2 separate regions of the Danio rerio genome follow, and region 1 is linked to region 2. Evidence: chromatin contacts called from public Micro-C data. All regions are on one chromosome and are shown on one strand. Each heading gives the region's core, a stretch centred on a gene start, on an enhancer-like site or on the middle of the called end of the contact. The rest is flanking DNA. Distances are from core to core; before and after follow the strand shown. Region 1 holds the start of fuca2 (alpha-L-fucosidase 2). Region 2 holds the start of dusp23b (dual specificity phosphatase 23b).

Region 1 (6,820 bases), core at 4,168-6,667, 180 kb after region 2:
AATCTCCAACTGTAGGGCTTACTTGGCTGCTTTATCTGCACGTTCGTTTCCAATGAATACCATATCTCCAGCAGAAAATAATATCAAAGTCTTTAGTCTTTAAAAGGTCGACTTTTTCTATTATACTAAAAATCATAGGATGATCAGTTTCATTGATTCAAGTGCTTGACTTGTAAACAGGAATCTGTGCAAATTAAAAACTGCTGTTGCTATTTGTTTTCTATTTGTTCCAGAGCTAAAAACAGGGCATAAGCTTCAGCTGTGAATATCAAGCTTTGTCCGGAAATACTCTTTCTGGAACACTCTGAACCGATCACTGCTGCACCAGATACTTGCCCATCTGATTTTTAACTATATGTATACACTGGTACATAAGTTGGTAGATTGCATCGTATATTCCTAAATTCTTCCTGGTAAACGTTTGGGTTGGTTTCCCTTTTTTTAAAACTGAGATTGACAGAATACAGAAGGTTTTGAACATGTGAAGGGTGAGTAAATGATGACAGAATTTTCATTTTTGGGTGAACTACCCCTTTAGGATTTAGAACATTCATTCATTCATTCATTTTCTTTTCGGCTTAGTCCCTTTATTAATCAGGGCTCGCCACAGCAGAATGAACCGCCACTTATCCAGCAAATGTTTTACCCGGCATATACCTGTCCAGCTGCAACCTATCACTGGGAAACACCCATACACACATACACTATGGACAAGTTAAGTTTAATTCATTTAATACAATTTTAAAACTTAATGCCCTAATTTCATAAAAACACAAACAATTAAATAACTTTTCTTTATTGACTTGTTTTTACCGCAAGTGTGACCTTTAAGTCTGGGTTATAGATTGAAATGGACTTTGCATTGGATATTTAAACACTCAGACTTACCTCTGATTGTAAAGCCATGCGAGGAAGCCAGTGCTGTTCCAGTACTGATCGGGTGCATCTCCGTCTCCGTCAGACCACAGCAGGTCTGGTTTGTACGTGTTGATGAGTTCGTAGAGCTCAGGCAGGGTCTTTGCAGTGGGAAACACGTTGGTTTTGAACTTATTGTCAGAATCAGATTTGAACATGGGATTAAACCACTCGAACAGTGAGTGATAGAGGCCGAGCCGCAGGTCAGTGCGTGTGCGCAGAGCAGTGGCGATGTCGTTCACCAGATCCCGCTTCGGTCCGACTGAAACTGCATTCCACGTCCACGAGTACTTGGAGCCCCACATCGTGAAGCCTGGGGAAATAAACATACATGTACAGTTGAAGTCAACATTATTAGCCCTCCAGTGATTTCTTTTTTCAAATATTTTCTAAATGATGTTTAACAGAGTGAGGAAGTTTTCACAGTATTTCCGATAAAATTTTTACTTCTGGAGAAGCTCTTAGTTTTATTTCAGCAGTATATAATATTTATTTATTTATATATTTTTTAACATTTTAGGGTCAATAATATTAGCCCCCCTTAAGCAATATTTGTTTTTGATTGTCTACAGAACAAACCACTGTCGCATTATGACTTGCGTAATTACCCTAACTTGCCTTATTAAGTCTTTAATGTGCACTTTGAGCTGAATACTATGTGTCTTGCTAAATATCTAGTCAAATATTATGTTCTGTAATCATGGCAAAGATAAAATAAATCAGTTAATAGAAATGAGTTATTAAAACTATTATGTTTAGAAATGTGTTGAAAATAAAACCCTGAACTATCAGTTAAACAAAAATTGGGGAAAAAGTTATACAGGAGGGCCAATAATTATGACTTTAACTGTATATCATATAATCAAAAATTATCTTAATCTTAAAACATACTGATAAACATTCAGGGCATAGTTCTGAAATTACATTAGTAAACATGAACTAACAGTGAACAATTTTTCTGTATGGGGTTATTACAGTTAACTTAAACAAAAATTTTGTGTTTTTAATATAAAAGTGTTTTCATTTCAAATCCTTGTTTTGTCATTTCATCCGAAAAACTGTATTTGTTTTTTATACTAAGTACAAAACAAAAAAGGCTTTTATAAAATAAAGTAAAATATTATTGATGTTTAGTCAGGACAACTGAATGTGTGATTCGGAAGAAAATAAACTGTAGACTTTAATAAAATAAAATAAAATAAAATAAAATTTAATTAAATTAAAAAATAAAATTTAGGTAATTGAAGAAAGAAAAATAAAATAATGAAACAACAACAACAATAACAATAATTATTATTATTATTATTATTATATTTTTTCAGAGGCAATTTGTGGTACCTTCCAAACCCAAAAATTTAATTAAATTACTTTAAATTAAATGAAACAGTATTTTAAAAGGGATCTATTGTGCAAAAATCACATTTATAAAGGCTTTAAATACAGTTATGTAGCAAAAGTGTGTATATATAATGTCAGCTTCTAATAGTAAAATTTTTTTTATTAATTTTCCTATGCCTTAGTCCCTTATTTATCAGGGATTTCCAAAGTGGAATGAACTGCCAACTACCAGTCACAGCCCAGTGCTGGGAAACACCCATACTTTCTCACATTCACTCACACAATACGGCCAATTTAGTTTATTCAATTGACCTGTAGTGCATGTCTTTGAACTGTGGGGGAAACTAGAGCGCCCGCAGGAAACCCACGGCAACACGGGGAGAACATGCAAACTCCACACAGAAATGCCAATTGGCCCAGCCGGGACTCGAACCGGCGACCTTCTTGCTGTGAGGTGAAAGTGCTAACCACCGTGCCACGGTTCAGCCATGGAAAAAACTAAATTGATTAAAATTGCTTTTTTAATGACACTTCTTAAAATCAGTGCAGAAACGTTGTGACTGACATTTACTGCAGATTTTTGTCATTGTTGCAAAAACTAAAATACGTTACAGTATAATTATGTATCATTAAAATAATTACAGTTACATAATATGCGGAAATAAAATGCAGTGTAGTCTGTGTCGGAATTTTCCACAAACCTTCATGATGCTTGGTTGTGAGGACAATATATCTGGCGCCAGACGAAGCAAAGATGTCCACCCACTCGTTGGGATCAAAGAATTCAGCCGTAAACTGAGGAGCAAAATCTGTATATGTGAAGCCGGGAGGATAGTTCTGCTCCATAAACTTCACATAAGACGGCCATTTCTGTCCCTGCCAGAACCACCTGTCAGAAAACAACACAAGATAACCACATATACATTATATGTACAGTTAAAGTGAGAATTATTAGCCCCCCTGACAGTACATAATGACTAGATATCTTTCAAGACACTTAAACACTTTTTCAAGACATTTAAAGGCTTAACTAGGGTATAGGCAAGTTAAGGTAATTAGGCAAGTCAATGTATAATGATGGTTTGTTCTGTAGACAATCGAAAACAAATATTGCTTAAGAAGGCTATTAATTTTGACCTTAAAATGTTTTTTTAAATATTTAAAAACGGCTTTTATTCTAGCCAAAATAAAACAAATAAGACTTTCTCTAGAATAAAAAGTATTATAGGAAAAACTGTAAAAAAAATTCCTTGCTCTGTTAAACATCATTTGAGAAATATTTAAAAAATAAATAATAATAAGGATAATTATCTGTATATAAACACTATCTTTTAAACTTTCCGTTTGTTTTTAGACAGGATTAAATAAATAAATTATTTAATCCTGTCTAAAAACAAACAGAAAGTTTGACTAAAGGCAGCTTGACTGTGCTTAAGAATGCATTAAGATATTAGTTTTTATTATTTTTAACATTTTACTAGTTCTATCAACTATCATTAAAACACTGCTAAAGCATTTATAATATCTTACTCAATGTTTATTTATATTTACTCAAGTCATTAATAAAATCTGTTTATATTTGGTACGCCCCATGTGGCTTGGAGGATGGAAAGGGCTAAAAATAATTATGAGACGTTAGCTGCTATGGATCCACACAGACAATGAATGTGGAAAAAGTGGTTCGCTTTATTTACAAAGACATGACCTTATAATAAACATTACGTATTTGATAACTATCAATGTGCATAACATCTCATTTTACTGGAGCAATTTGAAAAATGCGCACATCATGTTATTATTTTGTAATCGATTCATTTAAATTAGATTATTTTACATGACATTACATTACATTATTTTGTTTTGGTAAAAAATTACTTTAAAGTAAAACATTTGGGTGAAGCATGCATTTAATTGCATCAAAATGTTTAACAATTCATTTTTTACACATTCAACATTTCAAAGAAATCTAAACTACAAAACTATTAGATCATCTGCAAAAATAAATTAATTAATTAAATTTAAATAAATAAATGTAAATGAAATATATATATATATATATATATATATATATATATATATATATATATATATATATATATATATATAAACATAAATACTAATGGGTGAAGTTCTACAGCTATGTACATGCAGCTCTAGGGGAAAAAAATGACACCACTTCAAAACTTTCCATTAATAGATTTCTTTGAGCAACATGTTCCATTTTTGTTTTATTTTATAAACTAATAATAACATTTACAGATTTTCAAATGAGAATTTGATCATTTACAGCATCGCTATCCTTTTTTTTTTAACAATATAAGCTAAATTTCCACCAGATGGCACTAATATACTTCAATTTAATATAAATACATTTGCTTATTTACTTTCTTAGTTGAAAAACAGCAAAAAAGTGTTTTTATATATATATTTAAAACAATTTAGAAATAAATAGTCCATAGTTTAGTTGTGAATACTACTTACTAAAATTAAATGCCTTTAAAATAACTAGATATTAAAGAAAAATTAAACAATAAACAAAATATACCATATTCATTTTTACTGATTGTTTTGATACTCCTAAATGAGCATATTTACATAATATTCAAGTTTTCCCCCATCATTGTTTATTGCAGCACATATGCAAATCATATGCATGAAAAAGCACCATCTTAGTACAGTCGTGAAACTTTCTAATATAGTTTTTGCATTAAAGTAAAGTGTTGGGGTTATATTCACACATTTAGATTTTCTCCTTAATAATATAATTTCAGAAAAGTATTCTTCACAAACTCTAAATATTAAAATCATTTTAGCAGCCAATGATAATTAAAGTACAACAATGTTCACAGTCAATTAAGTAGTGGTAATGTTATTTTGAAGTCATACTAACATGTTATCTCAGACAGAATATTCAAAGTATCATGGTAAACAATATAGGGAGCATGTCACTTACCAGAACCATTCACTGCCAAAGCTGGGAACTGAAAACACTCCCCAGTGGATAAAAATCCCAAATTTGGCCTGATCGAACCATTCCGGTACAGGTCTTGAATCAATTGATTCCCACGTAGGCTGATATTGACAAACACAGCAACCGATCAGGAGTAAACAAACGGACAAAACACCGAAGAAACGCATCGTCCTGATCCACAACGATCACATGAGAGATGCTGAAATCACATGATAAAGGCAAAACATCATCAAAACGCCTGGAAAAAACAGGAACTGGTTCAACTTCCTCATTTTGACAACTTGTCTGACAGGAAAATGACAGTACTACGAGGTACTATGGCGAAGGCTGGGGTTATGAATATTAATTACGTACAGCGACGTTTGTGAGTTGTGATTGGCTGTAGAGCGGAAATCGCTCAAGGTCTTATAAATAATCATTGCGTCCACCTTTTATTCTTTCATTATTGAAGAGTAGTTGAACGTTACAATAGATAAAATAAATTTAGATACATAGTGATGAATAATATCCACGAGCAATATGATAGAGGAAAAAAGAAGATGAAAACTTAATGAAAAAATAACGAATAATAATAAATAAATGCATAAAATATAAACATAATACTATAAATAATGATATAGTATTTATAACAGTAGACATTGATTAAATGAGTAAAAATATATAATAAATGAATATATGTATAACTTTTCCTTAAAATTTCCTTAAGACACAATTAAAAATTACTGATATCAGGGGAAAAATCATTCAAACCGTCTAAAAGCAAGTCATTATTTGTTTATTTTTTGCAATTAATTTAATGTCTAAATATAGACGACTAGTCGTTAAAGTCTTCTAGTCATCTATCTGATTATCTGTTTATTTTTGGACTAATAATATCAAAAGCTCAAATTTTGTCTCGTTTTAGCCAATATGTTAATTATTTTATTTAATACACATTTTTAATGCGATTTAATAAATATTTTCTGCAGTGGTAGGCGTAAATGTAGCGTCACATCCGCTTCTGTTGTTTACATCCGCCGATCCATGTGGACTGTAGTTTTGAGCGATCTGAGCACTCTAAATCCATGCAAGGGTATATCGACTGTCACTGTCATATATCCGCCGAGGATTTTGACAGCGTAAGTGATAAATTTGCTGTATAGATGTATCATGAAGCAACCCAATAGTGTTTTTAATCGACAATGTGTGTTGTGATTATTTTAGGACATTGACGATGTCGTTGCGGAGTCCAGAAAGGTAGCTATATTCTGCTGTAATGTACACTTTGTCCTCATATTAAGTGCTAATTATTAATGCTTTAATTTCATTTTTAGGCTGGGCTTGTTGCCCTTCTTGCTGTAGCAGAACACGCTGGTGAATTTGAGAAAATTATTCAGCTCTCGCAAAGGTATATCTCATATCATCTGAAGGAATAAATCAGCTAATTATTTTAATTGAGGTAATTCAGACTTTCTCCTTAATAATATAATTTCAGAAAAGTATTGTTTGCAAAACTCTAAATAGGGAAATCATATTAGCAGCCAATGACTATCAAAGTACTACAGTTTTCAGTCATTGTATGGTTTTCAAGTCGAACTTGCATGTGATTTCAGACCC
Region 2 (7,026 bases), core at 3,276-5,775:
AAGCTAAAAGCTACTTAGCAATAGCAGCGTAGCTACATCTCAGCTATTTTTGCAATTTTCATTTTTAAATTGAAGCAACTTAAATTCAAGTCATCATAAAACGGTCAATGAAACATATGAGACATAATTGTACAGTTCATTATTTACTGCACATAATATGCTGTGCTGAACAAAAATAAATTATAGTATATAACAGCAAAAAAATCCAATAAAACCAGGTGTTACACATTTAAAATACTAGTTATTTATCGTAAAAGGAAATATTTAACTATACACACACACACACACACACACACACACACACACACACACACACACACACACACACACACAAAGTCAGAATTATTAGCCCCCCTTTAAATTTTCTTTCTTAAATATTTCCCAAATTATGTTTAACAGAGCAAGGACATTTTCATAGTATGTCTGATAATATTTTTTCTTCTGGTGAAAGTCTTTTATTTATTTATTTTCGGTTAGAATAAAAGCAGTTTTTAATTTTTTTTAAACACCATTATAAGGACAAAAATTATTAGCTCCTTGAGCCCCTAGTCTTGAAAATATCTAGTCAAATATTATTTACTGTCATCATGACAAAGATAAAATGAATCATTTATTAGAAAAGAGTTATTAAAACTATTATGTTTGCAAATGTGTTGAAAAAATCTCTCCTTTAAACAGAAATTGGGGGAAAATATATATATATGTATACAACCAGAGGCGGACTTGACCAATAAGCGATGTAAGCAGGGACCCAGGGAAAAGGATGGCCCTGACCAATGCCAAGAAGCCTATATTAATCATATAGCCCTTTGATAAATTTTCTATCATATGTTGTAAAATTAGTCTATAACCACTGCTATTTTACTGTTGTTACTTTACAAAACCATGTTCCTTCTGTACTACACATGCAAATCTTTGATGCTCTCACCGCCTTCGGTGTGAACACACAGTAAGTCCGCCCCTGGCAACAACACAATAACTGAATATTTTAGGGTGCTTTCACACCTGTGAATCGATTCAGTTGTTCTGAAACAGAAAATACAAATGTTACATTGTTGCTCTTTGCTCTTGGAGCGGTTCGCTTTCACACTGCAAAGTTTCTAATCGGACCAAAAGAGCCAAAACAAGTCACGTGCAAGTAAACTCTCCTCACATTGCTCAGAGTGTCAGGGTTTATTTTGCAGAGTCCCGCTCAGCTGTCATGAGAGGTGGTGGTTTGGTGGTGTTTGACAAGGTGCGCGCAACGTGTCTGAAGAGTGAGGAGAGATGCGTTGGGGATGAGTGAGAAGGGTGTGCGACGTAGCCTATTTGAGGACCGGGAGGGAGACGCGAGATTACTGGGAGATTATCACTCCTTTGCGGGCATCCGGAGACTCGCCAAACTTCCCGGCCTACTCATAATTCTCTCTTTTTATATAGCCGTATGCCTATTACATATCCATAAATCACAGTGATATAATCGCGCTCGGATCCTATCGCTATCTCACTGCAATCGATCCGCTCCAGAGTTCTTTTCAATCAAGCCGAGAACACCTCATTCAAGCAATCTCAGAGTGATTGATTTGGCGCACATCCGAGAGCGATTGGTGGTTTCACATATGCCAAACGAACAGCGCTAACTAAGCAAACGAGACAGGTTCCTAAACAAAAGTGTAGGTGTGAAAGCACCCTTAGTCAAATTGTAAAAGGTCAGATTTTGCAATCAAACACCATATTAAAAAGTTAAGAACCAAAACCGATAAAAGATTATAAAACTCTATAAACCACATAACTATATTGTATAAGATTACTAACATGCAATGTTTATTTGCAATGTTCATTAAAAAAATTACAAACTATGAGTGCAGATTGTAAATATGAGCATTACAGTCAAGTTAAATGGTCAAAAACAATGTGCTTGTCAGAAGTGGGATTCGAACCCACGCCTCCAGGGGAGACTGCGACCTGAACGCAGCGCCTTAGACCGCTCGGCCATCCTGACGAGGTGCAAGCTAGCCCCATGCTAGCTTTCTTATATAGTGCTAGCAACACGTTGTTTCCTCAAAACTGGGCTAATTAGTACACATATTGTGATAAATATTGTTATCAGCAGTGTTGGGCAAGCTACTTTAAAAAAAGTAGTGAGCTAAGGTATTAGCTACTCTACTTAAAAGTAGCTTAACTACGCTAAAAGTTACCTACTATGAAATGTAGCAAGCTAAGCTAAAAGCTACTTAGCAATAGCAGCGTAGCTACATCTTAGCTATTTTTGCAATTTTCATTTTTAAATCAAAGCAACTTAAATCCAAGTCAGTCTTATGTTTGTGATCAATAAAACTGTCAATGAAACATAAGACATAATTGTACAGTTCATTATTTACTGCACATAATATGCTGTTCCAAACAGAAACACAGCATGAGAGCAAAACCAAAACATCCAATAAAACCAGCTGTTACACATTTAAAATACTATAGTAATTTATAGTAGAGGAAAATGTTGAGGAATAAGTATATATAAATATTTATGAATTACACTACATAATGCAGTAGTACTTGACTAAAAAAATTGCTTCGCTACAGAATAATCTGATTTAGAAAGTAGCTTCACTACCGCCAGGCTACTAAGAAATGTAGTTAAACTAGTATCGTCCCTACTTGAAGCAAGTGTTACTGCCCAACACAGCTTATCAGGTTATGAGATGACTTATTGTATCATGATGTGAGATTTTTGCTATATCGCACAGCCCTACAAGGCACATTTCTTGGTCTAAAAAAACTATACAACATGCTTATTTATCAGCATCTGATGTCTGATTGTGTATTCTCTGTATTTTATCACATTTAGTTGTAAATAAAACACCAGGTTTCTCAATAATTACGTTCACAATTTGTCATATCATCAATCAGAATGTAAAAGTCTACTGCTTGAGAGGACTCCAGTCTTGTGAACTTTAGTCCGACTACAGTTCTTCCCAAGCCAAATATGCGGAAATGTAACAGCCATGATATGCTGCAACGCCCCCTTTTTTGAAATCAATGTAAACTTGAGATCAATGTAGAATATCTTGACAATCTCGCCGCCAGAGCTCAAGACAGACAGCGTTGTCGCCAGGACGGCCAGAGCGACTTTGACCTTAAGCCTTCGGTGTGAACACACTGTAAGTCCACCTCTGGCGACAACACAACAACTGAATATTTTAGTCTGATTGTAAAAGGTCAGAATTTGCAATCTATGACACCATATTAAAAGGTTGAGAACAAAAACTGATTACTAGCCTATATAAAAGATTATAAAAGTCTATAAACCACATAACTATACTGTCTTAGACTACTAATATATATTGTTTATTAAAATTTCCATGACTGCTCCTAAAATAGCAAGTCTAAATCACTTGATAGCTAAGCTGAGCTACAAAAATGTACAAACTATGAGTGCAGATTGTAAATATGAGCAATATAGTCGAGTTAAATGGTCAAAAACAATGTACTTGTCAGAAGTGGGATTCGAACCCACGCCTCCAGGGGAGACTGCGACCTGAACGCAGCGCCTTAGACCGCTCGGCCATCCTGACGTGCTACATGCTAACCGCATGCTAGCTTTATTTTATACAGTCAGTGCTTGCAATGCATTATGTCATTATTGAGCAAATTCAGCACATATAATAGATAATAAGCACATATATTGTATTTTTGTACACTGTGTGAATGCTACAACCTTTCCAGAAAGAAAACCTTTGCAGTTCCACAGGACAAAGTGCTAAACCACAGAAACAGTTGTTCATATCTATCACATATCTATATTAGTAATAACATACCTGTACATATGTTCATCATTGTATTTGAATTACCATTGTGTATGAAATGTGCTATACAGACTTGCCTTGCTTTACATTTCTGTTCATAGTTAATACAACCTGTATGTAATGTTCATAGTACATCCATATTACCTACAGTTTTTCTATAATTGGACTTTATAAATAATAACTATATCTTTCACTATATCCTTGCTGCTATTGCATTTCTGATTAGACCTAAACTGCATCTAGTTGCCTTGTACATGTGTATGATTGGTTGAATCAACAGTTGAATCAAATCTAAAAAAAAAAAAAAAAAAAAAAAACTAAGATAAGCATTAAGCACTTCACTCAAGGTGATGTTTTTATTATACATTAAATCGTCAATGTTTAGTACTAACATAACGACTATTGCATCAATGCATCGTATGTATTTGAGGCGTACATATTATCCAAACCGCTGGTCAAGTTTAGCCAAAGCACGTGGTCACTGTTACTTTAGTCAGCGCTGCGCTAAATGGACCAATCAGATTAGTCTGGTGATTACAGATGAGTCTATTTTGACATTATCGTTACATTTTTATACTTAAATGATCAATTATAAACATGTTAAATTGATTTTAAGAAATAGTTTAGGAGCAAACCGAAACACCTAGCTGTCATGCGTTTTTAATGGAGGATACGCCTTTTGTGGCCTTTGCGCGCCACCTGCAGGAATAAAACTGCTAGCACAGCACTGATTATTTTAGTGCCTCCCAATGCTCAAACTCGACAGCTGCTACGATTGAACAGCATGTTCCGTTCTTCCGCATTCAAGTCCATTATTAGCTGACATTTTAAGCGCAAAAATATAAATGTATAGATTAACGTACGTGTGAAGATAAGAAGCAGTGTGTGGTTATCAAGGTGTCCAGACAGAACCGTTTTAATGCGGATATATGGAGCACGCAGAGTCAACACAGAAATAGACGAGGTACAGACAAAATAACTCCTGTTTCTATCAAATACAACGCGTTTGTGCTTGTGACTGCAGTATTATACATAATTTATTAAGTGTAATGATACAATACATATAAAATACTGTATGTAGTGCAAGTACACACACTTCTGGTTGCAATAATATTTAAGATTGCATTATGAAATAGGACTATACAACCTAATACTTTGGACAGTGTCAACTCTGATATAGACAAGATACAGAGTAAATGATCTGTGTTTGCAATAAGATACGAGATTAAACTACCCTCATTTTAAATCCTCAATATATATAGTGCTCAGCATAATGGAGTATACCCCACTTTTAATATTTATATTTTTATCCATTTCTCAGTGAATATAGGCAAAACAGATTTAATAAACAGATACATTTATTAAACTAATATTTTAGTCACCAAACATATCTGATAATTGAAAGATAATACATTTAAATTCAAGCAAAATATTGCAAAAAAAGTACAACCTAAAAATTTCAACTAAATTTTTTCATTGTTTTGCTTCTCCTGATTTGCCTCTATTTTCAATTTTAATTTTATATTTTCTATAACATATAAATTTTGGTGTACTAGTTTTTGGATGATTATCATAGGTTATTTAGTTAGATAAGCTTCAGATTTGGCTTCAGTACTGACTAATGTATATGCACATATATAATATTATAGAGCTTTCTATTAAAAATATGAATTTAAAAGGTAGATTTCTGAGGGGTGAACTTGTATATGCCGAGTACTGAATATACGCGCACACAAACACACACACACACACACACACACACAAGGCATGGGCCGCTACAAGTTTCTGACGGTATGATAACCTTGGATAAAAATATCACGGTTTCTTGGTATCGTGTTTACTGCTGTAAAATACCTTCTTTTTAAATGTCTTAATAAAAAATAAATTAAAAAAAAACTTTTCCCCCATTAAACACAATATATTACATTTTAGGAAACATTTATAATATTTTGGAACACTAAATATTTCAGGCTACATAATTAAAACAAACCATTGAGTTTTAGTATCTTCATTAGGTTCAAAAACACAGATTTCCCTACAAGACATGAATTAAAAACACTTTAAAAACCCTCTACATACACCTTTGAAACGGTATAACAAAACATTTTTGCGGTTTTAATACCTTGACATTTCCAAACCGCAGTAAACCTTTAAACCAGTTATTGTCCCATGCCTAATATTTATACACATACACAAAACAGATTTATTAAAAATATATTTATTAAATTAACATTTTAGTCACCAAACATTTAGAAAATTAAAGATAATACAATTAAATTCAAGCAATATATGGCAAAAAAGTTAAACTAAACCTTTAAATTCTTTTGCTTCTCTTGATATTTTCTTACGAATTTTCTTTTAAAAATGTGTATTTAATATTTTCTATAACATAAATTTGGCTGTACTAGTTTTTGGACTGCGATCTTAAGTTAGTTCGTTAAATTAGCTTCAGATTTGGCTTCAGTACTGACTAATCTATATACAGTCTATACACATACAAACACAAACATAATATAATAAGCATTGTGTTTGTGATTGCAATAATAATACAATGTAAGGTATTGCCAAAAAAGTAAATAGTAATATTTAATATGTAATATTTAAGTTCCTAAAGTACCATTTCATTATATAGTCATGCTAGTTGTTGCCATTTATTCATATTTTAATATACTTTATCATGTTATATTTTAACTATTTTGACATTTTAATGAAAATATTTCAACTAGCATTAGCTAGCTGAAACCTTAAATAGCATTTAATAACCTTTTATTTATTTTTAGTACTTAAACAAAAAATGGTGCTTTGGAAACTACCTTGTTTACTTGTGATTTTGTTTCAAGTTAACTATTAACACTTATTCTTGTCTTAAGAAAATTGATAAACTTTTTTGATTCACCTTAAATGTTGACTACTCTATATAGACATTTATATGAAAATATTTCAATTAGCTTTATTTTATTAGAATTTTGTTGTTGCAGAACTTTGCCATTTTTAACCTTTATTTAACCTCAGCTTATTATAATAATTCACCGTATTTTAGTATGAGTACTAAATGAATAAAAACAAATGTTGCTTTGGAAACTACCTAAACTAGCTTGTGCAGGGCTCAACAATAAGGACTGCCCTATGGCCCGGGGCCAGTGTGAGAGATGCTTGGGACAGTAGACAGCATTATTACTGGCCTGATTGAGACAGTGCCGCCTTGTCACTAAAGTTTCATTTGCCTTCGACTATTTGTCAATTG

What was found. Hi-C and Micro-C count contacts between places; a contact is called where the count stands out from the background.
Region 1: a Micro-C map of caudal fin shows a contact between it and region 2, with 3 times the contacts expected there. The contact joins the promoter of fuca2 here to the promoter of dusp23b in region 2. A contact is called at or near these places in 2 of 18 Hi-C or Micro-C datasets (caudal fin and hematopoietic stem cells).

Annotation. Positions count from the first base shown.
Region 1 is chr17:7,583,427-7,590,246 of GRCz12tu, forward strand. fuca2 (alpha-L-fucosidase 2) reads right to left here and starts at 5,418. Exons shown (of 7, transcript NM_001004115.1): 1 at 5,207-5,418; 2 at 2,955-3,142; 3 at 889-1,228. The coding sequence starts at 5,391. LOC571912 (TatD DNase domain containing 3-like) reads left to right here and starts at 6,230. Exons shown (of 10, transcript NM_001200022.1): 1 at 6,230-6,342; 2 at 6,428-6,460; 3 at 6,538-6,611. The coding sequence starts at 6,289.
Region 2 is chr17:7,408,703-7,415,728 of GRCz12tu, forward strand. It overlaps dusp23b (dual specificity phosphatase 23b), which reads left to right and starts at 4,526. Exons shown (of 3, transcript NM_001002462.1): 1 at 4,526-4,746. It overlaps trnal-cag (transfer RNA leucine (anticodon CAG)), which reads right to left and starts at 3,551; the gene lies at 3,469-3,551. All of the region lies in intron 3 of LOC141378504 (a long non-coding RNA gene), which reads right to left. trnal-cag (transfer RNA leucine (anticodon CAG)) reads right to left here and starts at 1,981; the gene lies at 1,899-1,981.